2 separate regions of the Mus musculus genome follow, and region 1 is linked to region 2. The links are chromatin contacts, called in public promoter capture Hi-C maps. All regions are on one chromosome and are shown on one strand. Each heading gives the region's core, a stretch centred on a gene start, on an enhancer-like site or on the middle of the called end of the contact. The rest is flanking DNA. Distances are from core to core; before and after follow the strand shown. Region 1 overlaps Endod1 (endonuclease domain containing 1). Region 2 holds the start of Sesn3 (sestrin 3).

What was found. Promoter capture Hi-C pulls out the DNA fragments that hold promoters and counts their contacts.
Region 1: a contact with region 2 is called in a promoter capture Hi-C map of pre-B cells, with 2.2 times the contacts expected there. The contact joins the enhancer-like site here to the promoter of Sesn3 in region 2. A contact is called at or near these places in 5 of 39 promoter capture datasets (the 3T3-L1 cell line, 3T3-L1-derived adipocytes, liver and 2 more), 3 of 484 Hi-C or Micro-C datasets (LSK cells, granulocyte-monocyte progenitors and nephron progenitors) and 2 of 115 datasets of contacts at active chromatin or transcription factors (CD8 T cells and effector CD8 T cells).

Annotation. Positions count from the first base shown.
Region 1 is chr9:14,364,214-14,368,644 of GRCm38.p6, forward strand. The region is part of intron 1 of Endod1 (endonuclease domain containing 1); the gene reads right to left. Among named protein-coding and RNA genes, the nearest start is that of Gm34156, 3.1 kb to the right of the region's middle. Within about 2 kb of position 1,463, at least 121 of the 459 cell types and tissues checked have an H3K27ac peak or open chromatin away from gene starts, as enhancers often do. A contact at or near this core is called in CD8 T cells, LSK cells, granulocyte-monocyte progenitors and 2 more, where this site is marked.
Region 2 is chr9:14,273,257-14,278,151 of GRCm38.p6, forward strand. It overlaps Sesn3 (sestrin 3), which reads left to right and starts at 3,045. Exons shown (of 10, transcript NM_030261.4): 1 at 3,045-3,373. The coding sequence starts at 3,296.

The DNA of each region.
Region 1 (4,431 bases), core at 213-2,712, 89 kb after region 2:
GCCTTGATGCATGACTCTTTTTGTTCTGTAAAACTATAAAAACCTTGTGAGACTACTTCCATATTGGAACATGAACTTTTGAGTAACCTAAATGTGTCTTTCAGGGCCACAGTCACTCAAAATGGCACCAGAATAAGCTATCTCTTACTCTGTTTAAGGCACAGTGGCACATGACTTTTATTTCCAGCACTAGGGAAGCAGAGGCAGATAGAGCTCTGAGTTCAAAGCCAGCATGCTCTACAGAGAAGGTTCAAGGACAACCAGAGCTACACAGAAACACCTTGCCCTGAAAAGACAAAAACAAACAAACAAAAAAAACAAAAACAGAAACAAAAAAAGAAAGAAAAGAAAAGAAAAAAAGAAAAAAAAATGAAAAAGAAAGGATGAGAGCCATGGATCTTACATTTCCAGTCAGTCCCTGCCAAGTGCATTCACCCATCTGTCTGAGCGGCTGAACTGATGGGTCAAGGCTAGTGTCCAACGGTCTCTGCTACACACCTGGCACGACAGCCTACCCACAGGATGCACGCAGGATTCATCACAGTTTACAAGAGACTGGGAAGAGAGCAGATTGTCCTTTCTCTGTTGCTGCCTCACAAACTTCCACTAGGAAAAGGTATGCTGAAGAAGAGTCATCAAAGCGGACTTTAAGCTTGGGTGGGCTGCCTTGGCAAGGGTGGCGTTTCCTTCCCCTTGGAGAATTTTAAGCCACAACCAGATAAGCACTCATAGGGGAGCCGACCCAGTGAACACCAGTTTAACTGGGGACAGAGTCTTCCTACAGCCTTGTTTTATTTTTATTTTTTAATAAGTCTTGAATAATAGAGCAGGCTGAATGGTGTGTGTTCTGCTGAATGAAGATGATGAGCAAGTACGCGCATGCGCATGCGCACACACGCCCTGTCCGTCACCACTGGGTAGAAGAAGTCCCTCCTTACCAGGAAGGGCAAGAACCTTGAGCTAGAATCATCAATCAATAGGATAGATGATCTTACCAGAACTGTCTAGAGCAGAAAGGCTCCCTGTGATCCAACACGGGAGTTAACTGTCTTTGGGGCCAGAAGGCTTCCACCCAAACATCTCACTATGGATAATAAGGAACTGCCTTTCAACAACAACAACAACAACAAAGATCCAGGGAGCCTCAAACAGCAGCCTTGCTGCAATGGATGGAGGAGGGACAGAGAGGAAGCCTTCCAGCTCCCAGAACAAAGGAAGTACTGACCCACCCATAAAGAAATGAGCCTGCCTAACTCCCTACTAGGAGGCATCTGTAATTCCGAATCCCCTGAGAAGAGAGGCAGCTGCAGAGGATTTAGATGGATGCTAATGTTCTTTCTTCTGCTTTTTTTAGACCCAGAAATCAAGAGGTTTCCATTTCCTGTGCTGAGTGTCTGGTACCATAACGGGCCTACTGGCCTTCTTCCTGGTGAATCACCTTCCTCTGGGCTCCCTGACCACACACACCTTCCTGCTTTGGCTTCCAGCAGCCAGCCTGGCTGGGCACACCCATGAGTTAAGTGCTGTATGACCTGCAAGGATACTCAGACCACCTTCTCATCAACTGACTCAGAATCGCTGGGGAAAAAGAAACCCTTTCCACTTCAGACTTTTTCTTGAAAAGAAATTAAAATAGAACACACCAATTCCAAACTGGCAGTCAGTGCTGGAAAGGAAGCCCCAAGGGGAGGGCTGCACCAGGGCAAGCCAGCTCTCTGGGGACTGCTCTGGCTGCCCCTGCTCTTGCTGAGGTCCCCATTCAATCTCCTGGGAGCGTAAGAAAGAGACTGGTTCCTCTCAGGCCTTTCCAGCTTGCAGAATTCTCTCAGGTTACAAGCCCAGTTGCCTTGGGTTCCTTCCCTATGGCACAGTCTCTTTTGCACTGGACATTGTTTGCCTTTCCAGAGCAACTCTTTTGACAGTCACATGTGGTACTGAATTCAGAGTTGTCAGGTAAAATTAGGAGTCCCCATTCCTAACATCTTAAATCGCTAAGTCTCCGAATTCAGTTCATCTGCAAACATATCATTCCCTGTTAGAATGCAGATTTCTGTGTTCAATTCATGGAACCCATGAAGAAGAGAACTGTTGCCCCCAAAGCTCCTCTGAGTGCCACAGGCATGCTGTGTCCTGCGGACCGTGGCACGTGCACCTGCACCTACCCCCACCAGGTAGAAACACAAACACATATATATTATTTAATTTGGGAGAGAAAACAAAACTTTAAGGATCACAGTCATCTTGTTTCCTGAAATTTCCCAGCCTGGTTCCTTTGAGACCTGAGTAATTTGCCTCCTTTCCTGTGTCTGAGAATCTTCTAGTGTATTCTCATGTCAGACCCACCCAACCCCATGTCCCTGTGTTTCCTGTGTCTGAGAATCTTCGAGTGTATTCTCATGTCAGACCCACCCAACCCCATGTCCCTGTGTTTCCTGTGTCTGAGAATCTCCTAGTGTATTCTCATGTCAGACCCACCCAACCCCATGTCCCTGTGTTTCCTGTGTCTGAGAATCTCCTAGTGTATTCTCATGTCAGACCCACCCAACCCCATGTCCCTGTGTTTCCTGTGTCTGAGAATCTCCTAGTGTATTCTCATGTCAGACCCACCCAACCCCATGTCCCTGTGTTTCCTGTGTCTGAGAATCTTCTAGTGTATTCTCATGTCAGACCCACCCAACCCCATGTCCCTGTGTTTCCTGTGTCTGAGAATCTCCTAGTGTATTCTCATGTCAGACCCACCCAACCCCATGTCCCTGTGCATGTGATTAAAAGTAGTTGAGTCCACAGTTCTTGCATCAGTGAGGCTAAATATCAGGGACCCTGTTATTAGAAAATCCAGTAAGCCTGGAATGGATAAAGGGCAGGGGCCTTGTAGACAATGCAAACTTGCAGATGCCAGGATAAAACTGGGAAAGCAAGCGCAGCGGCAGCTTGTCTTGGTCCTTGCAGCTGGGAGATGAGAAGAGCACTTCAGAAGAGAGCAGCAAAGGGCCTGGCCAACAAGGTGCATAGGCACAGGACTCCACCTGAGGGACCAATGTCAGCGCCATCTGAAAACTCAGAACATGTTTATGGACAGCATCTCCATATCAGATTATCACTATAATGGAGCGCCAAAGCCAACGAGACCTTGCCTGACACATATTGTCTTAGTCAGGGTTTCTATTCCTGCACAAACATCATGAACAAGAAGCAAGTTGGGGAGGAAAGGGTTTATTTGTCTTACACTTCCATACTGCTGTTCATCACCAAGGACGTCAGGACTGGAACTCAAGCAGGTCAGGAAGCAGGAGCTGATGCAGAGGCCATGGAGGAATGTTCTTTACTGGCTTGCTTCCCCTGGCTTGCTCAGCCTGCTTTCTTATAGAACCAAGACTGCCAGCCCAGAGATGGTCCCACCCACAAGGGGCCTTTCCCCTTGATGACTAATTGAGAAAATGCCTTACAGTTGGATCTCATGGAGGCACTTCCCCAACTGAAGCTCCTTTCTCTGTGATAACTCCAGCTGTGTCAAGTTGACACAAAACTAGCCAGTACACATATGAAGCACTGGCTTCCATGCTAACACTGAGATAAAGGAAAAGGAGATGGGATGGAAATGGAATGAGGAAGAAATAGGGAAAATGTGGACATCTACCTTACAGACTGCAGGGCTTTGAGCAATGGTGACTCCTGATCCTATCTCCTGTTCTAGACAATGAAAAGACAATAGTTCTCTTTGCTGCAGAGACATAGGAAAGGGAAGGAGGGCGGGGCTGTTTCTAGTCATCTGTGAGTCATTTATTTTTCTGAAAGCAAGGCAGGTTAGAGTAGACTGCATTTGAAGCCCTTAGCTCTTCTATGTCTAAGTTAAGATATGTAGTAAATTGTTTCTGCTTATCTACAAGTTTGCTCACTGATGGGGCCCATACAGCCTCTTCCTGAGGCGCAATGATTGCTTGAGAGACATCTTTGTTGAGGCATCATAGAACCTTGATTACTAAGATAACGGGTATGAAATGGCGCATGCATTTCTAAATACAATGGAAATTTCTGGACAGTCGCACACACATATCTACACATACACAATCTATGGTTATCTTTGAGACATGAGATCTGTTTTTTATGTGCTTTGAAAATCTCAAAATAAAATTTGATCATGAGCATATGTTACTTTTGTATACACTGAAAGATCTAAATAGTATAAATAATGGCTACAGGACCAAAGGCTTGGCTGAAAAATTCTCAGATCCACCTTTGGCTGCTGGGCCCTACAGGAGTTAGGAGTTAGCTTTTTTTCAAACAGCACTGACACAGCTCAAGCCACAGGTGCTAAGTGCTTAGCAATCAGTGACATTTGTTATTCACAAATATACTGAGTATTGGTGTTGTACTAGATCAGGGGCTAGAAATTTACATCCCATGAGCCAATCCAACCTACATATTTTCATA
Region 2 (4,895 bases), core at 1,795-4,294:
GAGGATATCAGTTTTGCCAGCATGGACCCTGTGGCCATCATTTCTTGGGATTTATTTATTAAAGAATGTAAAAGACCTCTTTGTAAAAGAGACATTTGCTCTTAGATGGGAAAAAGGAAAAGTTATAAAAATATTAGAAAACTATTTGAAATAAAACACTATTTGAGGGAACTTCAATCTTTGGACTAAATTCACTTCATCCTTCAGCTTCTCCATTGTTTTAATATGGATTCACAGAAAGTCAGCTTTAGAACACAAACCCACTGGGCATGGCAGTGTGACACTTTAATCCTAGTACTTGGGAGACAGAGGTAGTTGAATCTTTGTAAGAGTGAGGCCAGCCATAGTGAATTCCAGGACAGCAAGAGCTACTTAGTAAGACCCCATCTCAGAGAGAGAGGGGGGTGGGTGGGAGGAGGGAGAGGCCCAGCCAAGAATATAGATTAAGAAACTCAGCAAAGAAAGGACCCGATATAGCTGTCTCTTATGCCGGGGCCTAGCAAACACAGAAGTGGATGCTCACAGTCAGCTATTGGTTGGATCACAAGGACCCCAATGGAGGAGCTAGAGAAAGTATCCAAGGAGCTAAAGAGATCTGCAACCCTATAGGTGGAACAACAATATGAACTAACCAGTACCCCCTGGAGCTCGTGTCTCTAGCTGCATATGTATCAGAAGATGGCCTAGTCGGCCATCAGTGGAAAGAGAGGCCCATTGGTCTTGCAAATTTATATGCCTCAGTACAGGGGAACGCCAGGGCCAAGAAGTGTGTGTGTGTGGAGGTGGGGGTGGGGGGGAGGGTATGGGGGACTTTTGGGGTAGCATTGGGAATGTAAATGAAGAAAATGCCTAATTAAAATAATAATAATAAAAAAAAGAAACTCCGGAAAAATGGGAACACATATGTGTTTCAATTTTCAGGAAAACAAACAAACAAACAAAAAAAACCCAAACCAACCCAACAAAAATGTCTTGCTGACTTTCTGCCTAGGTTTCTTGGTTCTCTGCAATGAAAGGCACACAGTATTTTCTTCCTTCATTGAGTTTTCTTAGTTTTACCGTTTCTTTTCTTTTCTTTTCTTTTTCTTTTTTTTTTTTTTTTTTTTTTTTGGACAGGGTTTCTCTGTATAGCCCTGTCTGTCCTGGAACTCACTTTGTAGACCAGGCTGGCCTTGAACTCACAAATCCGCCTGCCTCTGCCTCCCGAGTGCTGGGATTAAAGGCGTGCGCCACCATGCCAAGCAACTTTTACCATTTCTTTTAACTGAATTTTTAGCAACCTACCCAAATCACTGCTGTTCTAGACTATGGAGGTCTACCCAGCATCAGACCACACTTTGCTATCACTAGCTAAATGGACCTTCACCTAACCATATCACCTAGATAGACCCTTGAGGTTGTTCAGTCTGTTTAAACCTGTGCGGGCAGATTTTCATCTCCTTTGTTCTTTGTGTAGGCTTGTTTAAGGTGTAGGTCTCTAAAGAGATGGAGTGGAGACAGATGTTGAGTATGGAAGAGATTGGTAGTTTGAACAACAGTTTGGTCTAATGGCTTTGTTATGCTAACCGTGCAGGCTTCTCCAACAGCGCCTTCCCGATTTTACATCATAGTACACAAAATTCCTAACACAGGGTAGTATGTTAAATTAAAAACAATACAAGAAAAACAATACAAGTAAACCAGTGGGTCGGTTCTTTAAAACCATCTCCACAGATACATTCTACAAATTGCAGGCCTTCACAATTCCTGACACACTCGAGACCTTTAGAAAACGAGAAGCCGAGAATACAGATTAGGTTCTCAAGAGCGAAAACAGGTGATGTCATAGCACGCAGTGCGGTGTGGTCACCGCCAAGGCCGGCTGGGGAACTGCAGTTCTTGGGAGCTTGGTGCTCTGCGCCAGTAGCAGAAGCACCCTATCATGGGCTCCACGACACCGGTGAGCACCCTGAGCCAATCAGGTGCTCGCTTTGCACCGCCTTTGTTCTCACTGGGGAGCAGGCAGCCAGAGTCTGGTCTGCAGTCCGGGGTTGGTGTTTGGCCCCTCGGAGTACCTGGCTCTCTCACTCGCCTGGGTTGGGCATCTGGCCAGCCGGAGCTTTCCTCAGTGACTTATGCCTTCTGTCTCCAGAACATAGAAGCTAAACCCTGACTCACCGTTGTCAGTTTTGAGAGAGGAAGGTCCAGTCCAATCGTTTTAAATGGCAATTCGTACTCAAAACCTTCCATCACAGGCAGGGATTGTGCTCTGCAAGTTTCTAACCAGAGGCCTCCCACAGGATTTGTGTGTGTGTGTGTGTGTGTGTGTGTGTGTGTGTGTGTGTGTGTGTATCAATCTCTGACTTGTTCATGATAAACGAACTTTCTTTGCTGTGAGAACGATCGTCGGAGAGAGGGAAAAACCCCTAAACCAAAGATGTGTCTCCGGGTCTCCAACTCCAATAGCTGTGTAGACTTCTAACTCTACAGCCGTAGGTAGTTGGTCTTTCGTACCAGATTTACAGAGTGCATAAAGAACATAAAGTTCTTTGAGATCTGTGGGAGCAAAGTGCTGCAAGACCGCAGTCTTCCTCACAGCTATTAGATTTAGATCCATGGAGAGAAAGCTGAATCTCTGCCCCGGAGGAAGGAACGTTCTAGCGTCCACCCGGCCCACTCCCGAGAGATCAGGAAATGTTTAGCTAGGTCTCAGATCCTCTAGCGAGCTCTAGCTTCCAGCTATTTAATCTCACTCTCCATTCTGCACGGTTTTTGCAGAGAGGCGTGGCTTGTCCTGAGGGTGGCGCTAGAGTTCCTGATAATTTGCATACACCACACCTCCATTTCTCATTGGTAGATTGGAGTCCCTCCCACCCCACTACCTAACTAACCCAGGGTCACTCTTCAGCATCGAGCCTCGGAGATAAACTTAACTTGCCCGGAGATTCGTGTTGCTCTCGCCTCCCGCGATTGGCCGGAGCCACTCATTGGATGCGGGTGCAGAAGGGGGCGTTGCCGGTGCCGTCTGGTTGGCGGGAGGGGGCGGTGCCCAGCGCGGCTGCCCTGAAGGCGGCGGGCCTCGGGGGCGGGGCCGCACTGAGAAGCTGAGACGGCCGCGGCTGCTCGTCCTGGCTGGCGGGGCGGGGGTCTGGCGATGGGGGCGGGAGGAACAACGGGTCGCTGAGTGCCGCGGCTGCCGTCCCCGCCGAGCTCGCGCGGGCAGCCGCTGCGCCGTCGCTGCCGCCCGACCCCCTGAGAAGAGAACGTTGAAGCAGCCCTTCGCTAGCGGCCGCGGTGACAGCCCGGCTCCGGCGCGATGAACCGCGGTGGCAGCAGCGCGTCGGCCTCGGCCAACTACCTGCTCTGCACCAACTGCCGGAAAGTGCTGCGGAAGGTACGGCGCGGCCGCGTCCGGCGGCGAGGCGCTCCCCACGGTCCGGGTCCGGGCGGCGCTTGCGGGGGAGGGGGGACGAGAGGCAAAGTGTCCCCCCGCGGGTCCCTGCGCCCGGCCCCTGGGCTGCCGCCGGGTCTGCCCCGAGGCTGAAGGGATGCTGGGATGCTGGGAGGAACCGGCTCGGCTGGGGATGGAGGCTGGCCTGAAATCACAGCAACCAGTTTGGTCTGCAGGAGACTGGCTGCCTCTCCCCGGTGGCTGACTCTGGGGGGGTGTTTTCTTCGACTGGGTCGCTTCTGCCAGGCCTACGGTGCCTTGGCACCGCCTCTTGACATTCTCTTGGTGGGTCCCGAAAGGCACCATGAAGGCATCTTGAACTTTATACCCATAGGAAATGCTGTTCGATCTTCCAGCGCTTTCAGCTTGGGTTGGTGGAGGTGGAGGCTGAAGACGACTTGGGTTCGCCCTCCTTATCATCCCCCACCGCGATGTCGATCGAGAAAATCCGACCCAGGATTGGCTTATTGCTTTCCAGAGTGACTGATAGAAAGTTTACTCCAGTATTGTTTAGCTTACTTGGCTTAATCGCCCCGTGGGGGATGGGGATGCAGGGAGAGAAAGGATGACAAAATGTCCCTGTAGACGCAGAAGAGGTTTTAATAAGATCTGAATAGCCTCCTTGACTAATATAATCTGTTTCTTTTTTACACTCTTATTTTTACATTGCATGAAATGAAATCATTAGGTGAGGTGTTTCTGTTTGTCCAGCACCAATGAATTAAAATTGCTGAGCTGTGCATATTTGAGAGCTAAGATGAATATGGTGCCGTTTTTGTCAATTTTCCTATCTACAGTCAATTTAGGATTGCTCTTTATGTCCTAGGAAAAACAAGCAAGCACATAAATAAGCAAGCTCAAATATTTGCGCTCTTTGTCCAAAAACTGTTTTTCTTCCTCTGTGGGTCAGGCCAAGTGCCAATCAAAGTTGTTTTTCAAGCCTCTTTTCCCTGCCGTGGAGCTGGTTCTTCCCCCTCCTTTCTCCTATTTTATTTGAGAGCGTCAGGAAAGCAAAGGAATTGCAGGTTTGAAGTTAATCAAACAATTAAATACGCCTTAAATTGTGTTTATTGGATATGTTTCTCTTAAAAAAGATTTTTATTAAATGTGCATGTTGAGTATGTGCAGTTATTTTTTTCCCCATAAACTCCTGGATCAAATTACAGTTGATACTTGCTCAGCTCATTGTAGGGCAGCTTGTGAGAAATGGAATGGATCAGAAGCTTGCTTGGTTCAGCGACGTTGAATGTTAACTCTTTCACTGCTGGACCACATGGCATCTGAATAGAGGCTTTAAAACTTATTGTTTCTTAATTTTTAAGCTGAAACTGTCTTTGTCAGAAGAAACAGGGCCAGTGAAACCTATTTAATTCAACTTTCTCCCTGCTAAAATGAAAGGAAGTTTTTATCCTAATGTGGAGAACAGTGCTATAACTAATTTATTTAAGTGATATGATTCTATTTC